Regions from separate parts of the Callithrix jacchus genome. Here region 2 is linked to region 1. A link is a contact called in public Hi-C data. All regions are on one chromosome and are shown on one strand. The core of a region is the stretch at or near the end of the contact, and the rest is flanking DNA. Distances in the headings are between cores, read along the strand shown.

Region 1 (5,097 bases), core at 1,148-3,647:
CTAACAGTTTGTGCCTTCTGAAGGTATGCACACCATCACCTGTGAAAATTTGAGCCCAAAGCGTTCACCATGAATCTAGTCAAGCCTTTTAACCCAACTTTTCATTTATAGTAAATACAGAGGAGATTAATTTTGTCACATTTGGTTTATTTCTGTGTATCCCTTTCTTCCTCCTTCTGTGAGGAAACAATCTAATAAATCGAGAACATGAGATGCTTTACAAGACAACTGACCTGGACCCTTCAAAATAAAAAAGCATGTCATATTTGAAAAACAAAAGATAGTTGGACAAGAAATAGGCTCAAGAGACATAACTACCAAATACAGTGTGGAAACTTTGATTAGATCCTGGATCAGGAGGAAAACCAAAAGTAAAAGAGACTTTTGGGAACAACCAAAGATGTTTAAATATGGTCTATGAATTCGGTGATATGAAAGTATTAATCTTCTTGGCGGTGGTGTTAGTGTTGTGTTTCTGTAGAAGAATGCCTTTAGTCTTGGACAGTGTTAAAGTATGGAGAGGGAAAGTATTGCCATCTCTGCGACATGCTTCTCAGTAGTTCAGATGTCAGAAATAAACACACAGAACAACCAGCTAGACATTGGAAGGGAGGGATGGAAGGAGGAAAAAGGTAAAGCCAGTATAGCAAAATGTTGAATTTGATGAATCCTGATGAAGGGTATATGGATGTTCATTTTATTATTCTTTGAACTTTCCTGAAAGTTTGACATTCTTCAAATGAAAATTGAGTGGAAGAAAATTAATTTGAATGTATTTTCTGGGTTTAAACCATGGCTTTCTTGACCCATCTCTTGATCTCTGGCTCCCACAGTCCCATACCTGTCCTGTCCTTTGTCCTCTGCTTTAGGATGTCTTTATTTTTAAAATATAAAAAGAGGCATACGGGCTGGGCATGGTGGCTCATGCCTGTAATCCTAGCACTTTGGGAGGTCGAGGCGGAAGGATCATGCGATCAAGAGATCGAGACTATCCTGGTCAACATGGTGAAACTGTCGCTCCTAAAAATACAAAAATTAGCTGGTCATGGTGGTGTGCACCTGTAGTCCCAGCTACTCAGAGGATGAGGCAGGAGGATTGCTTGAACCTGGGAGACAGAGGTTGCAGTGAGCCAAGATCACACCACTGCACTCCAGCGTGGTAACAGAGCGAGACTCCATCTAAAAAACAAAAAATGACAAAAAAAAAAAAAAAAAAAAAGGCATAGAACGATGACAGGTTCATTGGACCAGTGAGTAAAGGGTTGTATTGGGGGGACCATTTCAGTCTGTTTGGATTAAGTTTTGTCACTATCCTTAAAAAAATAAAAGAACTTAATAACCACATTCACTTGGTGTAGAATTTTGCTAAAGCTTGAGTTGACCTTTCTGAGGACCTGAGGTTAGAAACCCCTGGTGAAAAGGATCTGTCCACAGTGCTGCCCATTTCTTTCTGCTGGCCATGTGGCCCCATTAAGTGTCACTTCACCACTGAGTACAATGAGGCTGGGGAGGTGGAGGCAAATGGACTAAGGTCACTTTCTGCTCTAAACAGATTATAGACTTTTCCTGTTCTGAAAAATTTGTGATTTGCGTTCGCTTACTTTGTGTGAGTAGAAGTGAGTGAAAGAGTATTATGATATTTGCAACTACCATCAAAAAAAAGAAAAGGCACAGCCCCACTGAAACAAGGGGACAACCCAGGTTTGAATGATTATTCCGGCTCCATGAAATGGAGGCTAAGATGAATTCAGCATCTGATTGTTCTGAAATGTCCAGTACCCATCTAGTTGGGCTCTCTACAGTGGTACACTTGGGAACACATCCTGGTGGGTAAAGGATCCAGCTCTTCAGTTGTTTATCCTTCTACGATTTACATAAAATTTGCTGATTTCTATATAACCTGTGATGCCATCTGATCTAAGAAAGTGTTGGACTAAAAGTTTTATTCTTTATCCACTTAAGGTTATTTCTTAATTTTTTTTTCCATTTCTTTTCACCCATTCTTCATCATTGACCCAGATCCTCTTCCCCAGAATTGCTTGCTAGCAAGGAGACAGACCCAGAGTCACGGACAGTGGAGGGCCGCTATAAATTTTGTTAATCTGGAAATGGTCCCTGAACCACAGTTTGTAAAACACTATTTTATGAGAAAAGAAGATGGGATGAAGACAGAAAAGGACACTCTTGGAAACAATAACACTGTGGTGTGACCACAGGATTGAATGCCAAGAAGTCATGAGTTCTAATCTTAAATGTATTTCCCAAGACACAGTGGCAAAATTGAATGGAAAAGTGCTCCACAAGAGCCCTTTGGTCATTTTTTGATTCATCTGTCCATCAGCTATTCATTGTATATGTGCCGTCAATGTGTTGGAAGGGATGTAAAGACAGGCCAATATCATTATCAGACACGATACTGGTTTCCAGCCTGTCATAGAGATAAGACATGTCCATAAGTGGCCACCAATATGTCAGAGACAGTGGCTGTTGCCATCAGAGAGGGGCAGTTTGCTGGCATGGGTAGGGTGGGTGGAGAGAGGTGGTTTCCATTCTGTGGGGCCATGAGGGCTTACTGGAAAAAAGATGGCATTGCAGCCAGGCCTTTAACTGCAAGGTAGGTCTTAGACATTGGAGATTGGTAGAGTAAGTAACCCAGTATAGGAACAGCACAAACAACGTTTCAGAGAGTAGAGGGTATAGAGGAGAGTTTAGCACACGAGGGACAGATGGGGAGCATGCAATCTAACTGGAAAAGTACAGGTTGGGTCTGGGTCATGAAGGGCTTTAAATCTTAAGCTGACTTTCTATTTTTCTCGGTAAGGAGTTGATGAAGGTTTTTGACCAATGCATGCTTTAGGATGCTTAATCTGGCAGCATCTGCAACCTTGGGGAGAGCAGTTTCTGTGATGTGGTAGGGGCCACGGCCAAAATCCAGCGAGGTGAATAATGACAGAGTGGTGAGTAAATGTTGCTGTGGTGACGAGGCAGCTTCTTCCAGCTTAAAGGAGGTAGAGATATTAACACCTTGAGGAACCTGAGAGTGCAGGCTCAGAGGAAGAGTGTGAGTGACAAAGGAACAGAAATTACTTCTATGCTTTTGTTATTTCCTAGGGTTCTTGGTGAGGTCTTAAGGGATTATAGAAGGCTTTTGCTTACTCTTCATGTGTTCATTCCCAGACCAATGGCTTTGGGTTATACAGTCTTAGAAGTTTTCTTTCTCTTTAAAAAGTTCTCCTAAGCCCCTTGGTCACGTGCCTTCAGAAATTTTGGTTACATAACTTTGCTCTGAGTTGGAATTCTGCAGCCTCATGAACTGGAGTCTCATTCTTTCCCTCCCCCACCTGGTACTTTATTTTCTGTGGGTCAGGGTTAGCTTCTTTCTAACCATTGTTGCGGAACTCTTTAAATATTTGGTCTCACAGGTTCTAAAAGCTGGCAGGCCAGGCTGCTCCCTGCAGGTTGTGAGACCACAGCCTTCCAGAAAAGGAGCCAGTAAAATCCCAAGCATGTTAACAGAGTGTGACAGCTGCATGGTGCACCGCCCCACTCACCCTCAACCCTGCCCCACAGGGCTGGGCTCCCAAGTGCTGAGGCCAGCAGCTCCTAGCCACTGCGGCTTCAAGCAGGAGCCCTCATGCAGCACATCGTGGCAGATTCCTAATTGCGGTGATGACAACAGATTAAATCACTGGCTCTCAGCACTGAGGACTGGGGTTTGTCAGGGTCACTCACCATTCCTTTGCTTCTCCCAATTTTCCACAGTGAGAGAGCAAGCTTGGATTCTGCCGCTACAGTACAAATGCCTTCTGAAAGCCCTCTGAGTTTGACTGCCTAGAGGTTCATTCCCTGGGTAGTCTAGGCTGCTGCTTTCTTTCTTGCAGCATCCCCTCAACACATGATTCTCTAATGTTGTAATCCCTCAATATGCATATGTATGTAGTAATACTCTGCTTTTATCCGAAAATCTTTTAAGGCAATTTACAGACATATATAATACAATAAATTTGTTGTTGTTATTGTTTGTTTTTTGAGACAGGGTCTTGCTCTGTTACCTAGGCTAGAATGCAGTAGTGTGATCTCAGATTATTGCAACTTCTGCTTCCCAGACTCAAGCAATTCTCCTTCTACTACTAACTGGAAGTAATAGTAGACTACTCCTACTTCTCAGGAGTAGTCTCCGAAGTAGCTGGGACTACATGTTCATGCCACCACACCAGCTAATTTTTGTATTTGTTGTAGAAACAGGGTTTCACCGTATTGCCCAGGCTGGTTTTGAACTCCTGGACTCAAGCAGTCTGCCCACCATGGGAAGTGCTGGAATTATAGCCATGAGCCACTGTGCCAGCAAGTTTTTTAAACATTAGGAAATGGGGCAAAAGGAACACATGAGTAGGAAAATTAGGCACAGCCAGGATAAGGGTTAGTTCACAATGTGCAAACTATAAATAAAATCTTCTCGAGGCAAGTTGGGAAGGTTTTCTGAGTCTCCTAGCAGCCAGAGCAAAAAGGAAAACATTTTAAAGTTTATTTATTTTATTTTTTACAGCAGACAGTTCATATAGCTAAAGGGGAAACCACCAAGGATAAAATTTGTGTGTCTGTAAGATGTAGATTGTCACGGGAAGAGTGTTTCCTTACACTGCATTACCTTTCCCTGTAAGTGCACTCTATAAAAGGACACTGCACTGTCAATTGGGCTCTTGTTCTCCCCAATCCCCTACAGTGATAATACAGTCATTTGCTTGACTTCTTGCGGTGTACCTCAGGGTAAGCTTGGTGGCAAAGCCCTAAGTAGGACAAGGGCACTACGGGAGGCCTGTGCCGAGCATTCAGTGTGGTTCTACATGTCTCCGAAGGTGCTCCCTTGAGGAACCTTGGTTCTGGGAGATGCTGTCCCACAAAGAGGTGCTGGGAGCAAACGAATCAGGCAAGAACTGTTGATACTGGCCTATTAAAGGCTCCTCGAAGTCCTACAATTAAGAAATCAGCCCAGTATTTCCTAAACTGATTTAATCACAAGACCTTTTTTTAAAAGATTAAAACACTTAATTGGCACTTTCAGACATATTGAGCTAAAACGGGTCAGCAAACTTCCTG
Region 2 (5,496 bases), core at 613-3,112, 140 kb after region 1:
ACATGGGAGATTCATTGCCCAGCTCAGAATGAGAAAACTCCCTCTTGGAATAGTCTAGAAAGAGGCTTGCATGAGGCCCAGCACCGAGGGGCCATGCTGTCACATGGGCCAAGGCAACTGAGGGGGAGGGGCCTTCCCCATTTCACCGATGCTGTGGCCAGTGACCCGCTCTGACCTGCCCTCCTGACCCAGGGGCCCAGTTCATCTCCATGGGGGGTGGGAGGAGCATTAGCAAAGGAGAGGCCACACACGGTGCCTTTAGCAGTGATGGGAAACCAAGAGCAGGAGAAGCATCCATGCTCAGCCCTGGGCAACTCAGACAGGAAAGGACCCAGCCCGAGGCAGCCATGAGGAGGCAGCCGTGCCAGGGAGGCGCTGTGCAGGCCTCAGTGCTGCTTCTGCCCTCCTTGTCCAACCGCAGTGGGGGAGAGGCAGAGGCAAAGCGGGGACCTGGAAACAAGGCTTCCAAGGTGGGGACAGTTTCCCAGCCCAGCCAGGCAGTGGCTACAGGGGGCCATGTGTGTTTGCCTGTGCCTATGACCGGCCTTAGGCCTAGAGGCAGGGAGCAGACTGGAGTAAAGGTTCTGTCCCTGGGAGGCGGCTGGGCAGGTAGGTGGAGAGCCAGGTTCAGATGGGTGACCCTGGCCTCTGCAGCTGCTGTGACCCTGGCAGAGGGGAGGAGGTGCTGTTGGCAATCAGGAGCAGGATGATGGTAGTGACACAGCTGACCGCTGGGGTGTGACACAGCCCCCAGGCAGCCGTGTGCTCTCAGGGCGAGCTCTGTGTTGAGTTGCCACTGTCGGCAGAGCCCTTGGAGGTGCCAGTAAGAAACCCTGCTGCTCCCTCCTGCTCAGAGGGTTCAGAGCAAGCAACGCAGGGTCACCTGAGGACAGAGCACTGGACAGGATATCAGGGACCCTGGGTCTGGGAGCTTGGGCAAATCCTGCAAGCTCCCTGTGCTCCTGCCAGGCATGAGAACTCTGACTTCTGAGACTTAGGTGGACTAAGAGTGGCAAAGTGCCTGGCAGTCTCCAAATCCAGCCCTGCTACACCATGGATGGGACCTCTGTGGTCACTTCTGTGGCCTCCCAGAGACACCATCTCCCTCTGTCACCTTAGGACCAAAAATCCCCTCCGTGTACACTGGGTATGGGGGGACAGTGAGGGGTGGATGAGGAAGTGCAGAGACCACAGCTGCGCTCTTGTTTCCCTGAAGACTTTGGTGACTCTGGGGCTGGGGTGGTGGCCCTGCTGCAGGATCTGACCTAGCAGCTGTGGGGGCAGGAGCAGTGTTCAGATGTGGGCACACACATTCAGACTTGCAGCAGCAAAGTGGCTTGAGGTCCCAGGAAGCCCAGGCTCATCTCTCGTTTTTGTGCCTGCCTTGGCAACGTCTGTGTGTGAGAGCGTATGTACGTGCAGGAAAGAGAGGGAGAGAAAGAAAGACCTGTGCCTTGCAGAACTTCCTTCTTCCTTGAACACTCAAGTGCCCAAAGCCTAATTGTAAAACCAAAGTAGATGCCTCCTGAAGTCTGTGATGACCCAGCTGGCCCCTACTGAGCTCTGTTCTGGCTCCAAGCCTACGGAGCCAGCTTCCACTGCAACGGCTTGAAAGGGACTCCTGGCCAGGAGCCAGCAAAGCAGCAAACCAAGCTGTTGGGGGCACTGCAGGGACTCCCCCAGGTGGCCAGTCTTCTGTGTGCCGGTGCCACCACTCCTGGGGACCTCGTTTCCAGTTCCTGTTGGGCAGGGGCTGTCACTAGAGAGAGGCTTATGTGTCTCCACCATCAAGCAGCCAGCAAGCCCTAATGACAACACTCTGTAAAGCCACACAGCACAGGCTGGCACCTGGTTCTGCTCGGGGGCTGGGCCACTGCCAGCCTGCAGGCCTGCCCCTACCAGCGGAGCCTGAACTGGGGGAGGGAATGAGGCTTCTGGGCTGACTTTACCCTGAAAAGAGCCTTCTGCACTGTCAGCCCGGCCCCAGCTCCAAGCCAGCCCCCTTTTGCTCCCCACCATAGCCACTGGGCCTCCTTTGGCCAGGTCTGAGGGCCCAAATGTGGCTGCCTGGCCTCTGGGGATTTCCTTTCTTCTGAGCTGGAAGTACAGCAGCTGAACATGCCTGTCTGCAGCAGGGCCCTACCCGCTCCCCTATAGAAAGGCCCTGCCGTGGACTGAGCCTCCCAGCCTAGGAAACCTGGCTCTGGCCTCCCCCGCAGGCCTGTGATGTCTGGCTCCAGAGGCCTCCTCTGGGCTTTTCCATGCCTGTGAACTGGGCCCCATTCATTTCCCTGTGGTTTCATGAGAACGTCCAATGCATTCAGGAGGTTGCAGAGTGCACAGGAGGAGAGGGGTCAGCAAGAGGCCCGAGCTGTGACTGGTGGGCCACCCAGTGGCCACAGCACCCTCTGCTGGAGGCTGGCAGCAGGGTGCACGGCCAGCGGTGGGTGGGGGTTCATCAGTCAGGCAGCTGCACTTCCTCTGGACCCCCACCCCACCCAGGCCAGCTCTGCCTGCGGCTCCCTCTCTCCAGGCCTCCACTTTTCCCTCCCAGGCCCCAGCCCCACCCAGCCTGGCCCGGGACAGAGCTGCCACCAAGATCTTTTCCACGTTCCCTCCCCAGCAGCCTACAGTTCAGTGCTCCACAGACCCCTGCCTTCCGGGCCCGGCCGTTTCCACCACACTACACTCAATTTCTGGCCGCTGGGAACACAGCAGGCCCCACATGAAGGCGGCCGCCACCTGTGCCCCATGGGCTGCCCAGCCATGGAGAAGGGGCCATGCTCGGGCACTCAGCTTCCGAGACAGGCCCAGCAGCTGCCTTCACGGCCTCGGCAGAGCCCAGGGCTCCGGAGCTTACAGAGAGCATGTGCCCAAGTGTGGAAAATTTGGTCTGCAGAAGAAATGAGGCTGAAACTGGCTGGGAGCAATTCTTATCAAAGCCACGTTAGCAGTTTTCAGCAAGAGCTAATTGAACAAGCTCTGTGAGCGGTCTCATTCCATTAGCAGGAGCCTCCCACAGTGTGACAAGGGCCCTGGTGGCTGAGGGCAGAAGAGGCTGTTTCTGTCCCACATTTGGCTTTGGCCTTTGAAAATGGATGCATTTTCAGCTTTGGGCACCGGCCCTGCCCCTCCACCCCGGCTTCCGCCCATTTCCAAAGCCACTCTCTGAGCGTCCTGTGGAGGAAGGGGTGGGTGAGTTCCTCAGCACTTTAGCAGGTGCATGGATCTGAAATGGGACACTTTTGGAGACATGGCCTCCTTGCCAGAGGGTGGCTTTGTGGTGGTGGTGGGGGGGGGGCAGGAGAAACTTCTGGAAGTATTGCTTTTGCTGTGTTTTTTGTCCATGTCCTAGAGTTGGGGCACCCAGGCCTGTCACATCATAGGATGTGTAATAATCAGGTCTTATTTATTCAAGCCAGGCACTTGTACATTGCTTCCCTGTTGTACAGGGGAACAAATTGAGATTCCATGAGGTTAGGAAACTTGAAATCACACAGCGAGTGGTAGGGCTGCCACTCCATGAAAGCCACTGAGGAGAAGCCCCTCGTCTCTTTTCCTCTCCTGATGGCAGGGCCAGGAGAGGTGAAGGACACCCCCACCCCTACCACCTGCCAGACAGGACCTTCCTGGCCACAGATGCCCGGATCCCTGACTGGCAAAACCCAGCCCCAGCCTTTCAGTTGAGCAGAGAAACACTTAGATGTGGTTCCTCGATGGTCAGGGAAGGCAGAGTTCCTCTGAAGCGCAGATGGCTTTACCCCTTTCTCATCTCATTACTTCTGAGTCCTGCCAGGGGGAGAGCTGCCTTTGCCAGCATCATCCTTTAAGATGTGACAGAAACAGGTCCCACCTGAGCCAGCAGGAATGCGGCACCCAGTGGCTGACTCTGCACAGTCCTGATGCTTGCCGGCCACTTGGGGCTAAGGACGCCCTGTCGTAAATACATGAAGAGTCCAAGTTTCAAGTATATTGATGTTGATGCTCTTTCTTTAGAGGGACATTTGTGCACTGTGGAAACCTCTATCTCCCCCAGTGTCACCCTTGCTGTGGGGAGTGTGTACTGTGTGCAGGGGGCTGGTGGCCTTTCCCTGCTGTATGCCACAGCCTGTGAGGGGCTTGCTGAGCCTCACACCTGCCCTTCCTCTCCGCTCCGGGGAGGCCCAGACCCAGGGAAGAGGGGTACTGGGAGTGAGTGCCAAGAAGCTGGGGTCCTGGCCCTGCAGCCACTGTCACAGCACAGCCCTGCCCCAGACCTCCAGAGTTGTGGGGCCCTGGTGGCACAGGCTCCAGAGGCTCGGCCAATGCCAGGCCTGGGACCGAGGCCCCATTTCCGAGGCCTTGGCTGGCTGTTCTGGAAGGTGATGCTGGCTGGCAGCCATTTGCAGCCCCTCCAAGAGCAGTTGTGAGGCAGTCCCTGAGCTCCAGCACCCTGTTCCCAGCAGGGCCCAGTGATCTCATGCCTGTGCCTTGCTGGCACTGGTAGGAGTGGGGTGACACTAGGGCCGGTGCCCATATCAGGGGAGCAAGGTCTGAGGCCAAGGCAGGGGGCAGGGTGCCCTCCCATCCAGCAGCCCCAGTGCCCACTCTGCCCTCTTTGCGGCTCCAGTGGCCCAGAGTGTGGAGGGGCATGGCCTGAACACCCAGGACAGCTTGAGGCATTTCAGAGATTTGGCTGCCCTGGCTGTGCACCTACCACTGCTCCGCAGGAGAGGGAGGGAAGAGGTCAGGGGAGAGGGCCTTGCTGACCAGGTCGCTGTCTCAGCCTCCCTCTCTGGCCCTGGGTTCCTGCAGGAAGGAGCCCCTGGGTTCTAAGCTCGAGCTGCCCCATCCCAGGACCTCCGGGAGGAAGAGGCCGGGCGCCACCTGCTGACCAACCAGGGAATTGACAGGGCAGGGGACACTGGAGCCTGGAGTCCCTGTGCTGGCCCCAGATGGTAGCCCTGACTCCCACCTACGCTACCCAACCCACCCCGCACCACCCAGCTCAGTTCTCCAACCCATGGTTTGGGGCCCCATTTGCAATGGTGAATCCTGAACTCAGTGCAACTCTGGCTGCTGGCAGCTGGGCTTGGCCCACACCTTCCTGTCCCCAAACTCCACTGGGGACCCACCTTCTAGCGACCCCAAGGTGCTACCACCAGAGCCAGAGGCCAGCCCCATCTTTGCTCACTCCTGCTCAGAGCCCAGCTGTTCTCTCCACCCCCATCTGCTACCTGCAGCATCAGAAGGACCTGAGGGCAGGAAACGCCCCCGCAGCTGTCCTCAAATATCATGGCCAAGGCTGGAAGCGGACTCCCTGCAGTGTCAGCTCCCTACTCAATGCCCTTGGCCTTTGTCTGGGTCCATGCTTGATGTGGCCTGACTGGCTGGGCCAGAGCTCCACAGGCACTGTCCCGATCCCCAGCCTCAAGAGGGAGGGAGGGAGGGGCCAAGAGCACAAGGAAAGCAGAGACTCAGCCACAGCCCTGGCAAGGTGGGCCTCTCCTCCAAAGC

What was found. Hi-C and Micro-C count contacts between places; a contact is called where the count stands out from the background.
Region 2: a Hi-C map of skeletal muscle shows a contact between it and region 1, with 5 times the contacts expected there. The contact joins two enhancer-like sites. A contact is called at or near these places in 2 of 3 Hi-C or Micro-C datasets (induced pluripotent stem cells and skeletal muscle).

The regions. Positions count from the first base shown.
Region 1 is chr6:153,595,729-153,600,825 of calJac240_pri, forward strand. The region is part of intron 9 of DIS3L2 (DIS3 like 3'-5' exoribonuclease 2); the gene reads left to right. Among named protein-coding and RNA genes, the nearest start is that of ALPP, 170 kb to the right of the region's middle. Within about 2 kb of position 2,398, at least 2 of the 16 cell types and tissues checked have an H3K27ac peak or open chromatin away from gene starts, as enhancers often do. A contact at or near this core is called in skeletal muscle, where this site is marked.
Region 2 is chr6:153,733,934-153,739,429 of calJac240_pri, forward strand. The region is part of intron 14 of DIS3L2 (DIS3 like 3'-5' exoribonuclease 2); the gene reads left to right. Among named protein-coding and RNA genes, the nearest start is that of ALPP, 37 kb to the right of the region's middle. Within about 2 kb of position 1,863, at least 7 of the 16 cell types and tissues checked have an H3K27ac peak or open chromatin away from gene starts, as enhancers often do. A contact at or near this core is called in skeletal muscle, where this site is marked.